Regions from separate parts of the Sus scrofa genome. Here region 2 is linked to region 1. Evidence: chromatin contacts called from public Hi-C data. All regions are on one chromosome and are shown on one strand. The core of a region is the stretch at or near the end of the contact, and the rest is flanking DNA. Distances in the headings are between cores, read along the strand shown.

Region 1 (6,309 bases), core at 2,313-4,812:
GCTGAGGTGGAGAAGAACTAGATAAAGCTTGAAGCATGTGAGATTACTTACCTCCAAGTCTTAATATCATCATTCCTCAGAAATAGAGAAGTTGTAATGTGAAGGGCATGGGCCTTAAATACTTTTAGTGGTTAAAATGGGAAAAACTGGGTTAAATTTGCTGAGCATCTGGTTGAACAACAAGAAGGAAATCACAAAATGGAGCAGTTATTAGCCTTGGAACAGCCTACTGAAATCCCGCTTGGAGTTTTCATCAGGCTCAGTTCACATCTGCCTATTTCAGAGACTGAGGCTGAGCCCAGTAGCCTCTAGAGAACCACTTGAGCTATCTGATTACAAAACATTTTGATGACTTACCCCAGATTCCAGAATGTTTCTTACTGCACTGTGTGTGCTCTTGAACTATCCAAGTTCTTTAAGTAAGGTCTATAAATAGACATTGACCCATGGGCTTAAAAAATGTACTTTGACCAATAAAGAGGCAAAAATGAAGAGTACTCGTAGTTTGAATGTCAATTTTAAAGTTCTATTGATTTCAATTATTTTATGATCATCTTGTTCACGATGATAAAAGCTGGTCAACCTTTTACGAGCAAACCACCAAAAGTTTTGCAGAGACTGAAGTGTTCTTTTTCCTTGTCACCATAGTGAAATAAATATTACTATCTAAAAAGTTATGTATTTTCACAACATTGGACTTTGAATCACAGCAATGGTTTTCTTGTTCTGAATGGCACTCTATTTTGTTTGAGCTAAAAGTGTTCTCCAGCTCTCTATTTATGGTAGGAGTAAAGTCCCACAGAAGTCAATCATCTTGCTTAAGGCGATGTAATTAGGATTAGAAGACAAATTTCCTGATTCCTAGCCTATTGTTCTTTCCACAACATTAGACTGTCTTCCTCAGGATTTCTGCTCTGAAACACTAAACTCTGAAGAGAAAGATTCAAGCACAGTGAGAAAAATCTCTGAAAGCCTTTTTGTTTTTGATGAAGGATGCTATTATTGAGTTTATGAAGTGGAGCTCTGGTGCAGTACAGTTTAGCAAGTGTTCACTGTCAAACTCACTGATCAAACCGCGACACTTGTGGAGTGTTGGCATTGTCCAAAATCTAGGAGCTTCCAAATTATCCAAAGCTGCACTACTCTTTCTTCAAATGAAACCTTCCATAGAAACTCACTCTAAGGAACAGTTCCAAGGGAAGCTTCTCTCATTGAGGTGGGAGCAGAGCTAGGATCTGTCCCACCCCATCTGTCATCCTTCACCCCCCAGGGACCCTGGCATCTCTGTCTGAGCCCTGGGCTCTGTGATGAATAGACTCAAAACCAAAGACATGCGGGAGTTCCCTTTGTGGCACAGTGAAGGAGAATCCAACTAGTACTCATGGGGATGCAGATTCGATCCCTGGCCTAGCTCAATGGGTCAGGGATCTGGTGTTGCCATGAGCTGTGGTATAGGAGACAAGCTCGGATGGTAGGTGCTCAGTAGGCTGGAAGCTATAGCTCTGATTTGACCTCTTGCCTGGGACCTTCCATATGCCTTGGGTGCAGCCCTAAAAAGCAAAAAAACCCAACCCCTCCCCCCCAAAAAAAAGAACCCCAAGCAAGCAGGCAAGCAACCAAACCAAAGAAACAAACAAAGACATGGTTTTTGGCCCTCATTTACCTCTGAAGAAACTAAGGACATGTCTTTGTTTTCTTGAGTTACATCCTCTAGAACATTTTTAAGAAACGATGTGTGGAAGGCAAAAATTTTGTTCCTTGCAAGTCTGAAAAAGTTTTTATATTGCCTCCACATTTGATTAAGGATGTAAGCTGAAGACAGTTTTCTTTCAGAACTTTGAAGGAGTATCTTCATTTGAAGGTGTATCTAGAAGTCCGATGCCATCTAATTTGCTTATTTTATTCCTTTTGCAAAGAATATTTTTTTCTTCTCTCTAGAGCACTAGAATCTAATTTTAACTTTTAAATATCCTTTTGCTACATGTTTGGCCTTTAATATCTGTAATTATTTGTGTTATGTATAAAAGACACACACGCATGTGTGTAGTTGCATGGATATGTATGTTCCTTACCACCATTACCATGTTAATGTTCCATGCAGTCCTTACTTTTTTGGATCTTATTCCACCTATCATATTTCTGCAGAGAAATGATTTGCTTCCACAGCAGTCAGTGTTCTCAACACTTCCCCCCTTTCTAGAGATGAGAGCTCCCTGCTGTTGCTGTTGTTGTTCTAGAACTCACCTTAAAAACCACCTGGAGCTTAGAGAAACATAACAGCCCCAAGACTTGGAGGGGTAGGAACTACCAGGTGATAGGTGGTAAAGGAGTTAAAATGGCACCAACGTTAATTTTTGCCAATTTAAAAGTGGTGTCTAGTGGAGTTCTTGTCGTGGCTCAGTGGTAATGAACCTGACTAGCATCCATGAGGATGTGGGTTTGATCCTTGGCCTCACTCAGTGGGTTAAGGATCTGGTATTGCCGCGAGCTGTGGTGTAGGTCACAGAGGCAGCTTGGATTCCATGTTTCTGTGGCTGTGATGGCTCCGATTGGCCCCTAGCTCTGATTCAACCCCCATATAGGAATTTCAATATGCCCTGCGTGCAGCCCTAAGAAGCAAAATTAAATAAATAAATAATAATGGTATCTAGGATTGGTTCTATGTTGTGTGAAGGCATTTTTGTATTGACAAAAATATGTGTATTTTTTCTTTTATAACAGAATTACTTGCACATGTAATTTTGTGTCTTCCTTTCTAAAGATTTCACCTTCTTAATTCTTTTTTTTTTTTGTCCTTATTGCATGAACTAGAACTTCCAGAACAATGTTGAATAATAGAGAATAATAGTTGGATTCCTAGTCTTGTTTCTGACTCTAACTCGAATACACTCAGAGTTTTAAACTTAAATATCATGCTTACTTTTGATTTCTGTTAATAATCCAGGATGAGAAAGACAGATCCATAAAGTGTTTGTTCTAAGAGCTTTAACCAAAAATGGCTACCGACTTTTATCAAATATCTATTAACTTATTTAATTATTTTTATTTGTCATAATTTTTATTTAAATTGTATAACTTTATGTACCTATCCTCACACAGATGCATAGTTTTCACCTATGGAAAAAAATACGTGTTGTATATACTTTTTACATCCTTACCACACCTTCTCCTATAACCTAGATTAACAACCTAAGATGTTTGTTTCTATTTTTTTTCCGTGTTGATGTAATTCTTTATATAAATGCAATGTGTGTGCTTTTTGGGATTTGGCTTTTCTTATTCAACAATACTTCATGAAAATCCTTCCAAGTTAAACAGATGTTACATTTTAGTCTTACTTCTGCTATTTATTAATTGCATATCCTTGGGTAGGTTAAGTAACCTTTCTGGCACAAGTATCCCCATCTAAACATGGAGATACTATTCCTTTCTCCAAGGACTACTGTGAGAACCAAATGATATCATAAATATAAAGCACGAAAAGAGGAACCCAGCAAATACGCTCCAAGCAAGCGTTACTTAATCTAATGGTGTGTACAGGGAGAGAAACCCTTTCCCTTTAGGCAGTCATGGCCTTTGGTCTGAGGATTTGTAACTCAGCCAACATCTGAGTGCCTGCTGAGGGGCCCTGGGTGGCGGTTTGTTTCACAACAACAGTTCTGGAACTTCATGGCCTGGTTTGGAATTCATGGAAGTCACCTTGCAGCTATTTTACATCTTAGCCTCTCTGAGCTTTGGTTGCCTCACCTTTAAAATGTCAATAACAGCATCAGTACCTCTTTGTTAGACCTACTGTGGTTGTAAATGAAATGATGCGTGACGTACTTGGAAGAGTATCTGGTACACGGAAAGCATGCACTAGGTATAGGAGTGGGTTAAGTCAAAGGGCACAGGCTTTGAGTTCATCTGGCTTATCTCTGACTTTGCTGGTTATAGGACTTTGAGGGAGTTTTTATGTCTGATCCCAGTCATCTACAAAATGAGATAATAATACTCACCTTAAACTTGCCTTGAGAGTAAAATAGGGTAAGATATGGGGTGGTGGTATAGGATAAGTGCTCAGTGCAGGCTGCTCCCCTCTCCTCCTGATAAAATCTGCCCTACAGATTGCATAGAATTTGATTGGCAGCCTGAAGACTCTAATCATCTTTCACACTTCTCTCAATTCCAAACATGGGTCTGACAATGAACTTCAGAACGTATGTTCACAGTGAGTTGGGGCAAACCTGCCTCCTGACTGTCTATTCTCTTCAGGTGGTTCAGGTCATATCCCAGCAGGTGCTGGGGTCATGCTCTGTTCTCAGCCTGAGCCTGACAAGATGCATATCAATATCAGCTGGTTTTCTTGCCCTCACTGGGATACTGCAGTCCTCCAAGGAGATCTCAGTTTCCTTCTCAAATCTCTGTGTGGAAGCGTTTTCACTACCCCCCAAAGCAAAGCATGACAAAAAGTGCACAGCTTTTCAGGCAATCATCTCCTTCAATGCAAATACAAAATTCTTCTAAGAGAACAATTCAAGCAAAGGTATCACTACATCAATTTGTCTATCACTTCTTACCGAGATTTACTTGAATCTGTTGGCAGTACAGGAATTCATTGCTTTTGCTGCTTGATGGGCCTGTACTGTGCATTGTTTAAAAAAAAAAAAAAATCCTGCCCCTTTTTATACTGAATTGCACTCATGCGTATGGAAATTTCTTTTTTTTTTCTTTTTCTTTTTTGTTTTGATTGCAGAAACAGGACAAAAGCATTTATTTATTCAGCTGCTGATTTTGTGATTTAAGTATGATTTGGCAGCACCCTCTAGTGGCTATATTTGGGAATTGTGGAAATCTCTAGTACTTGGGACATTAAAAAAGGACGCAGACATATTTTTAATACTTAAAAATATTTATCAGCCACCCCCACAGCTTATATAAGTATGTTTAACTACACAGGACTCTTTTTAATCACCTCATTACCTTTAAAATAAAGGGCAACCCGACTGAACAAACAGAACACCTGCTTTGGGCTCAGGAGTCCTTGGAATATTCCATTTGGGTCACACTCTGCCTGTCTCCACTGGAGCAGCACAGACCCAGGAAGTGGTGCCTAGTTCTACTCTTTTATTAAAGAAGATTCTGTCATTCAGCCACCGGAGTGGGTATTGATGAATCCAATGGATTCTGTATTTGATCACAGGCAGCTCCATTTTGAACATCAGGGTCATTGTCAATTATCATAAAACCCGATGATGGATAGAATCCTTAGAGAACCAACTTGTCAAAATTATTAAAATATTAAAAAGCTGATGAAATGAAGCACTTACACAGCTGAGCCAACTAGAGCATGTGTGAGTATAATGGGAAGATAGTTAAATATGTGACACCCAGCCTCTGCCAGATGCTATTTTCTTGAGCCTCAATTTTCTTATCTGTATAATAGAACTATTGTGAGCATTTAATGAGATAATGCATGTTAAAATCTTAGCACATTGTATGGAAACTTAAACAAATGTCAATTCTCCCACTCTATGTTGTGTAAAAAAAAGTTAAAACTGAGTTTATACTTGGTAAATCTTGAGTGGTGGAATCTGAATGAACTGATGCCATGACTTTTAGAAAGTGTAGTGGTTATAAGTTCAGGCTCTGGAATTCTCCCTGAGTTCAAATTCTGGATCTGAACAAGGAAAGACTGAGGAACCATCATAGAATGAAGGAGACTAAGGGAATATGATAATTAAATTTGTTGTTGTACCTTGGATTGGATCCAGGAACAACAACAAAAAAGGACCTCAGTGGGAAAAAGCTTTGAAATTTGCAGTTTAGTTCATGGTATTCTAGCAACATTAATCTCTTGGTTTTGAAATTGCTTTATGGTTATAAGGAAGCTAGGTGAAGAGCATTTGGGAACCCTATAATTGTGCAAATTTTCTGTAAGTCTAAAACTGGTTCAAAATAAAGTAATTTAAAAATTAAAAAGAAACAAGTGAATTTAATATTAGCAACATATTTTGTTTAACCCAATATATCAAAAATATTATCATTTCAATATCTACTCATTGTTCATTATTTTAATGTTTCTTTTTTGTCACTGTTTTAAAAAAATTTACTGTGTATTTTACACTGACAGTGCATCTCCATTTGGCCTAACAAATTCTCAAGTACTCAGTAGTCACGTGTGTCTGAAGGCTGCCATATTGGTTAGTTCAGGGGAAGATGCAGTGACAGGATATCATCCAGTGGCCCAGAGACTACTTCACAGTATTTCTCTGGGGTGGTGCTTCTCCCAGCTCTGAACTAGACTTCTCTGTAAACTCTAAGAACTCC
Region 2 (6,309 bases), core at 1,380-3,879, about 23 Mb after region 1:
GAAGTGAACTAAAGAACTGGCTGGCTTTCTTCCCCCACCAAAAAGAGAAATGACAGGATTACTCCTATGTGCAGTCAGATTTTCTGCCTCAACTTCAAATGTTTTGGCAGTTCCAAGACCCAGCCTAGAGTTCACTGATCACACTGCATAAGTTCAGAAGAGAAAGATAAAGGATGCAGTAGAACTATGAACTAACAGGGTAACGGAAACAAGCCAGGCCAAGCACTTTGATTGACCAAGCCTACTAGAGCCATAAAAATCAATACACAAAGTTTTGGCTGACTGCACTATTGGATTAAAAGGGATGCAGTAACAAACATTCAAAAAGTAATGGCCATAAAGGTGCTTAGGTCCTTTCTCTTACCACTTATTCCATCACAGATGGATGGGAAGCTACATGCAATTCTTTTCCTCGTGCCTTCATTGATGGAACTATGAAGGGTGCCATGCTCTGCATCCTCCACCGTAGTCGTCTTCGACTACAAATTTCAAGAGCCAAGAGTCAACAAATATGTACTGAATGAATAAAGTAGAAACACAAGAGTTCCCCTGTGGCTCAGTGGAAATAATTCCAACTAGTATCCGTGAGGATGCAGGTTCGATCCCTGGCCTCACTCAGTAGGTTAAGGATCCCGTGTTGCTCTGAGCTCTGGTGTAGGTCACAGACTCAGCTCGGATCCAGCGTTGCCATGAGCTGTGGTGTAGGCCAGCAGCTGTAGCTCCAATGCAACTCCTAGCCCTGGCACTTCCATATGCTGCAGTGTGGCCCAGAAAGGAAAAAAAAAAAAAAGGAAAAGAAAAGCAAAGATATGCAACTGAACATTAGACAATGGGATAAAAGAGAATCAGCCCTCAAGGCTAATAATAATTTTAACAAAAATGCAAAACAGCACCCACACTGACAATAAAAAAAGGCACAAATTCCATCTTATTTCTTTATAATCAGAACCTTAAGATTCAGGGGGAGAGAGATGTGGAGGGCGATAAATGGGGAAATTGGTAAAAGTAGAAAACCTTCCTTCACTCTACCCCTTAGCTCTGCCCACACTATGCTATCTCACCTCATTCTAGACACTTATTTGGTTTCTGAGAGATAGAGGAGAGGGGATAAGAGACAAATGACAAGGAGAAGCATAAAATGAAAAAAAAAAAAAAAGTAGTGGGAAGGGGATGTCCAGAGGGCAATTTTATATTTCAGTGCCAGAGGTACTGATGGTAAAGCATTTAGGAGTAACATTTGCTTGATTTTTTTTTTTTTTTTTTTTGGTGATTCTTCCATTCCTTCCTCTGATACCATTTTCCCAGCCATATGTAAACAACTGTGAGTACACATACACCCCCTCCTCCCTCACCTAACCTGACTGTGAGTACACATTCACACATCTAACCCTTTACCCCTTTCTAGCTGCTGCCCTCTCATTCTCTTTCCTTTATTCGAGAGTACAAGTGATTCTTACCATGTCCATTTCTCCAAACCTCTTCCGTCTTAACCTTTAGCAATTTACCTTTTCCTCCATTTCTCCCCAAGAAGCTGTATTTGCCAATGTCATTGGTCACCTAGCTTTTGACAAATCCAGTAAAATACTTCAGGTCTTTTATCCTGGTCCACATCTTGGCAGCATTAGCAGGACTGGTCAATCCTTTCTTATGTCCACATCTTTGCCTCTTGGGAGTTGTCACCTTTGGTTGGCCTCGCACCATTCTGGCTGTCTTTTTCTTTCTTTTTGATGTCTCCTCTTTCACCATGACTCCCTTGATCTCCCTCAGACTGCAGTTCTTAGCTCTCGTATTCATGTTCTCTACCCCTGCTTCTTTGGAGACCCTCACTTCAACTTCAACCTCAACCTAGCTGATCACTTTTATGCCTTGGGTCTAAATCTCTCTTTCCAGGCAGTCTATGGGAGGAAAGTGCTTGAAGTGCATTCAGATCTTGTGTCAAACTTAGAAATAACATACTGCAAACAGAAGCCCAATCAGAAACCCAAACAGAAACCAAAATAAAGGATAATTATTGAAGCAGAGCCTGTGCAGGGAGATTGCTGAGTTTCCTAACATCAAATGTCATGAAGATCCAAATGGCCAGGTGTTGAGCAACTGATTCAGGGACAAAGCCAGTGAGAGATGGAGAGCAGGGCCGTGGGGTCTGGGATAACAGTAAGGGGCTCAGTTATCATGGACATTGTGTCAAGGTAAGAATTCCAATATGAACTACAGAGCTAGTCCAACAGCATGGCTGGAAATACTGATAAAAGATTTCTTACATCCTCACCTAGGGCCAAGAAAATTCAAGAGGCATGCCAGTGGGGAAAAAAGCAGACGTGTGGATTCTATAGTCAGACTTAGAGCCGGAGGGGTCTGAAATGTGGGCAGGTCATTAATATTCTGTACCCACAAAGTTCTAAGTATAGAATTTTACATTTGCCCTTGTTAAATTTTATCTCATTGGTGTCTTCCTAAAGTGCTAGATGTCAAAATAATTTTGAATCTCAACTCTTGCATCTGTCGGTGTAGCTCCTTTTTGTCACTCAGCTTTGGATTATCTGCAAATTTTATGTGGCCTTCTATGTCCTGAGCCAAGCAAAGCTGAAATCAGCCCAGAACCAAGCCACGTGATGGTCCTCTTTAGCATTGCCTCCTGTTGAGATCACCCTATTAATCAACCCTTTTTGGAAGCTCTTCTTCAGCCAGCCACAATTTCACCTGCCGGTCCCAACAGCCAGCTAAGAGTCCGTGATGGTGTTTACCAAAGTATCATGAGAGTCCTTGGCAAATGCTCTTTTGAAATTAAGGCAGTCTTTTCCAAAGGTTTCCCCCGATGTTTCCTGTTCCACCAATCTAGGAGTGTATGTAATAAAAAAAGAGAATGATTATGAGTTTGGCATGACTTTCCCTAGTGAGTCACTGCTTCCTCTTCTCTGTGCTCACAAGCCATCTGTTTAATATTCTATTTTAGAAGCTATCCCTGGAATAAAACAGATTTGCCCGGGTGTAGTTTGCAGAATTCCTTTTTCAAAACTGGAAGAGCATTTGTTCATCACAAATCTCCTGGCCCTACTTTCATCCTCCAGGGTCAGATGGTTCAAAATTTCCTGATAGTGACTCTGAGCTCACGTACAGGTCCGTTAATTTTAGTCCTTATAAAGTGAAGCCATCTGAAGTGCCTAAATGCTCTTAATATTTCCCTGCTTACCTTAAACTTCTTTTGCTATCTCACGATGAGATTGTAGAACAGACCACTTTTATCATATTTCTTCCTCTTATCAGTTAGTCTCATCATATACCCAAGCAGTGGGAGTTTGTCCATCCCGTTGGCTCTGACCCCCTAACATGCACACCCTCTATCCTTATTCATTTTCTCAGATCTGCACTAATTCTGAGCTTTAGTCTCCTGACAGTGTGCTTACTCTAGTCAGGTTGCTCCATCTACTTCTCAAACAAGACCTTCTTTCCAAGGTTTCCCACATAACCACTCCAACCCATGCTCCTCAACTACTCTGACTGCCACAAATCCCTCTTTAAAAATATCTTTCTCCCTAAAATAGCATTACAGCCTTGACTTAATACCCAGATCTTGTTTAATCCTCTTGGAGGCGCTTCCATCCAAAGAGAGTGCCAGATAAGCCAGGATTCCACCCGGCTTATTTGAGCCAATGAGTGACAAGATAAATGGCCATCATGTACCATGCCCAAGATGCACTTCAGTAGAAAGGAATATCTCTTTGATTTCCAACCCAAACCCTTCTCTATCCATCATCTCATCTCAAACCCCTTCCAAATGCACCCCAAATCCTATTTCCAAAGAGGAAACTTGCAGGATTATTGTTTTACTCCTAACTACTTCCTAATTCATTTGCAGGTGGTTCTGCTCATTATAAATCATTAGCTTGAGGGGAGAACTTCATTCCTGGGCAAAAAGGACATTGTTTTTTTTAATTGAGATCTCAAACCACTTGCTCAAACGAAGGTCCTGGCTCGGGTGTATGCTGTGATCTTGAGAGCACGGAATCTTGACAGCCTCTGTTTATCTAGCCCATTTCTTCACATACCTCGCTGACCCACACATGTTCTTCCAAAGTGACACATTTAGTACATTCTGTTTCTAGTAACTCAATCTGCAAAATATTCTCCTTTATATAAATATCTCAATTTAGCTTTGTAAATCTTCCAAACAAATACATTTTATATAAATAATTTAATACACTTTTCCTCTTCCAATTTGATAGTTTTTTTTTCTTCTGTTAATACTTTCCTTCACATCAAGTTTCAGCCAGATTGGGAACCAGACTCCCTGAGAGAATATATTTTCTAGAATGTTCTTCCTTTAAAAAGAAATTTTTATTTTCCTGGAAAAGAATGTTTGATATCTGATTGTATATCAAACAGACACAAAACATTACCTTTGCATTTATTCCCTAAAAACCACTCTATCGTGGAAATTGACGGTATTTTATCTGGCTTATCAGTTGGGTTTCAACTATATCTCTCCTTGCCAGCCCCCACAATATATTTATACACACACACATACACAAACACACCCACACGTGTAATATCCTATTGGTTCTGTTTCTTGGAGAATGCTGACTGAGACAGATTTTGATACAGCCATAGCTCTGGATCCTAAGGGAAAAGATTTTTCTCTGTCAGTGAACATGATCAGTTCCTGGAGAATTAAAACACATCTCATTTTCTGTTAGAAGATCCAAAGTTACACTTGAGCACAAGGCTTGCTGGGAATTCCAGAGATGAGAAAGGGAGACAGGAATCGCCACCAGGAGAGAATAGCCATAAGAAACCTACCTTGAGCTGAGTTGGCATCCATCTGGGATGGCAGGGAGAGAGTGGTGGGCTTTCCCAAGGTGTGTCCTCATTAAAGACTGAGAGATGCACACGTGTCAGAGGAAGAGCCCTGGAAGCTGGATCCACTCCTGAGAAATCCTTCACAGGGATGTTGGTGGTGGGAGGCAGTGCAGGCCTATATTCAGAGATGAAGTAGAATGCAGAGGCATGGAGAATCAACCTGAAGGTAGACGAGGCTCCTCAGTGGGGGGCCAGCAGGGAGCTGGGGGCCCAGGACTAGCGTGAGCATCATGCCACAGGATAAGGGGGCTTCCTGAATTTACAGACACTGTCTCCAACCCCTACTCCCTACCACCTGGTCACTTAACAAAGGAGATGCTAATGCAGGACAGGCCAGATTCTCAGTGGCTCAGCCTGGGCAAGTTATTTTAGCTGGAGTTGGTGTGAAGCTGTGGCAGGAGCCAGGGGAGCTGATGGATGCTTCTGATGTTGCTCACTTGGTCCAGATTTGTGCAGGATATTTGTAATTGCATATTTTTACCTTTTGTTTTATTTTATTTTATTTTGTTTTATTTTGTTTTTAAGGGCCAAACCTGTGGCATACGGAAGTTCCCTGCCTAGGGGTCGAATCAGAGCTGCAGCTGCCGGCATACGCCACAGCCACAGCAACACAGGATCTGAACTGCATCTGTGACCTACACCACAGCTCACGGCAATTCCAGATCCTCAACCCACGGAACAAGGCCAGGATCGAATCTGTGTCCTCAGGGACATGAGTCAGATTTGCTGAGCCACAATGGGAACTCCCACAATTGCATGTTTTTAAAAAACATCTTTCAATTCAACATCAGAGTAAAATTTAAAATCAGATGATTTAACTTTTTGCCCCACATAAATTCATTTCAGTGTTTTTCATTATTGGATTATTAATTTTCTTTATTGGATTATTATGCTGATAATTCTATTTACTCAAGCTTTTCCATTGTCATTTGAAAAACTACAAAAATACTTAAAATGTGTTCATTTTCCTTTCTCCTAAAGATTTCCAAAACATAATTGAACACAGTCACATATTCTTATGTCTCTCTGCTTTAACAATTGAGAGATTTCTCACTCAAATATTTATTCATTTGTACAGACACTTGGGAACTACCGACTGATCCATAACACTGCATCCAATATTCAAAGCCACTCTTATGACCTTGCAAACATTGTCCCTCCCTAGCATATTAAATGTCCCCTATTTATCATTCCCCAATCTCCTGATTCAAATGTACTTTAAAAGGCATTACCCTTTAATCCTTAGGAAGTATGGGTATCAGCTGGCCTTGAATCAGATTATCCCTACTGCTATAAAAACACATTTTAAAAAATCTCTGACCAAAGATGACACATAATAGGTAGGCTTGTGTGTATAGCTCTTTGAAAACTGTTGGGCCACATGGAGAGACCCTTCATTCTTCTCTTTCTCTCCCCTCTTTTGTCGTTTGAGGGTTGTAGCAGCCTTTTAAT

What was found. A called contact is a pair of places that touch in the nucleus more often than the background predicts.
Region 2: a Hi-C map of retroperitoneal adipose tissue shows a contact between it and region 1, with 9 times the contacts expected there. The contact joins two enhancer-like sites. A contact is called at or near these places in 4 of 47 Hi-C or Micro-C datasets (mesenteric adipose tissue, omental adipose tissue, retroperitoneal adipose tissue and 1 more).

The regions. Positions count from the first base shown.
Region 1 is chr15:107,319,914-107,326,222 of Sscrofa11.1, forward strand. No RefSeq gene overlaps it. Among named protein-coding and RNA genes, the nearest start is that of ICOS, 27 kb to the right of the region's middle. Within about 2 kb of position 3,563, at least 14 of the 83 cell types and tissues checked have an H3K27ac peak or open chromatin away from gene starts, as enhancers often do. A contact at or near this core is called in retroperitoneal adipose tissue, where this site is marked.
Region 2 is chr15:130,370,377-130,376,685 of Sscrofa11.1, forward strand. No RefSeq gene overlaps it. Among named protein-coding and RNA genes, the nearest start is that of PID1, 160 kb to the left of the region's middle. Within about 2 kb of position 2,630, at least 10 of the 83 cell types and tissues checked have an H3K27ac peak or open chromatin away from gene starts, as enhancers often do. A contact at or near this core is called in retroperitoneal adipose tissue, where this site is marked.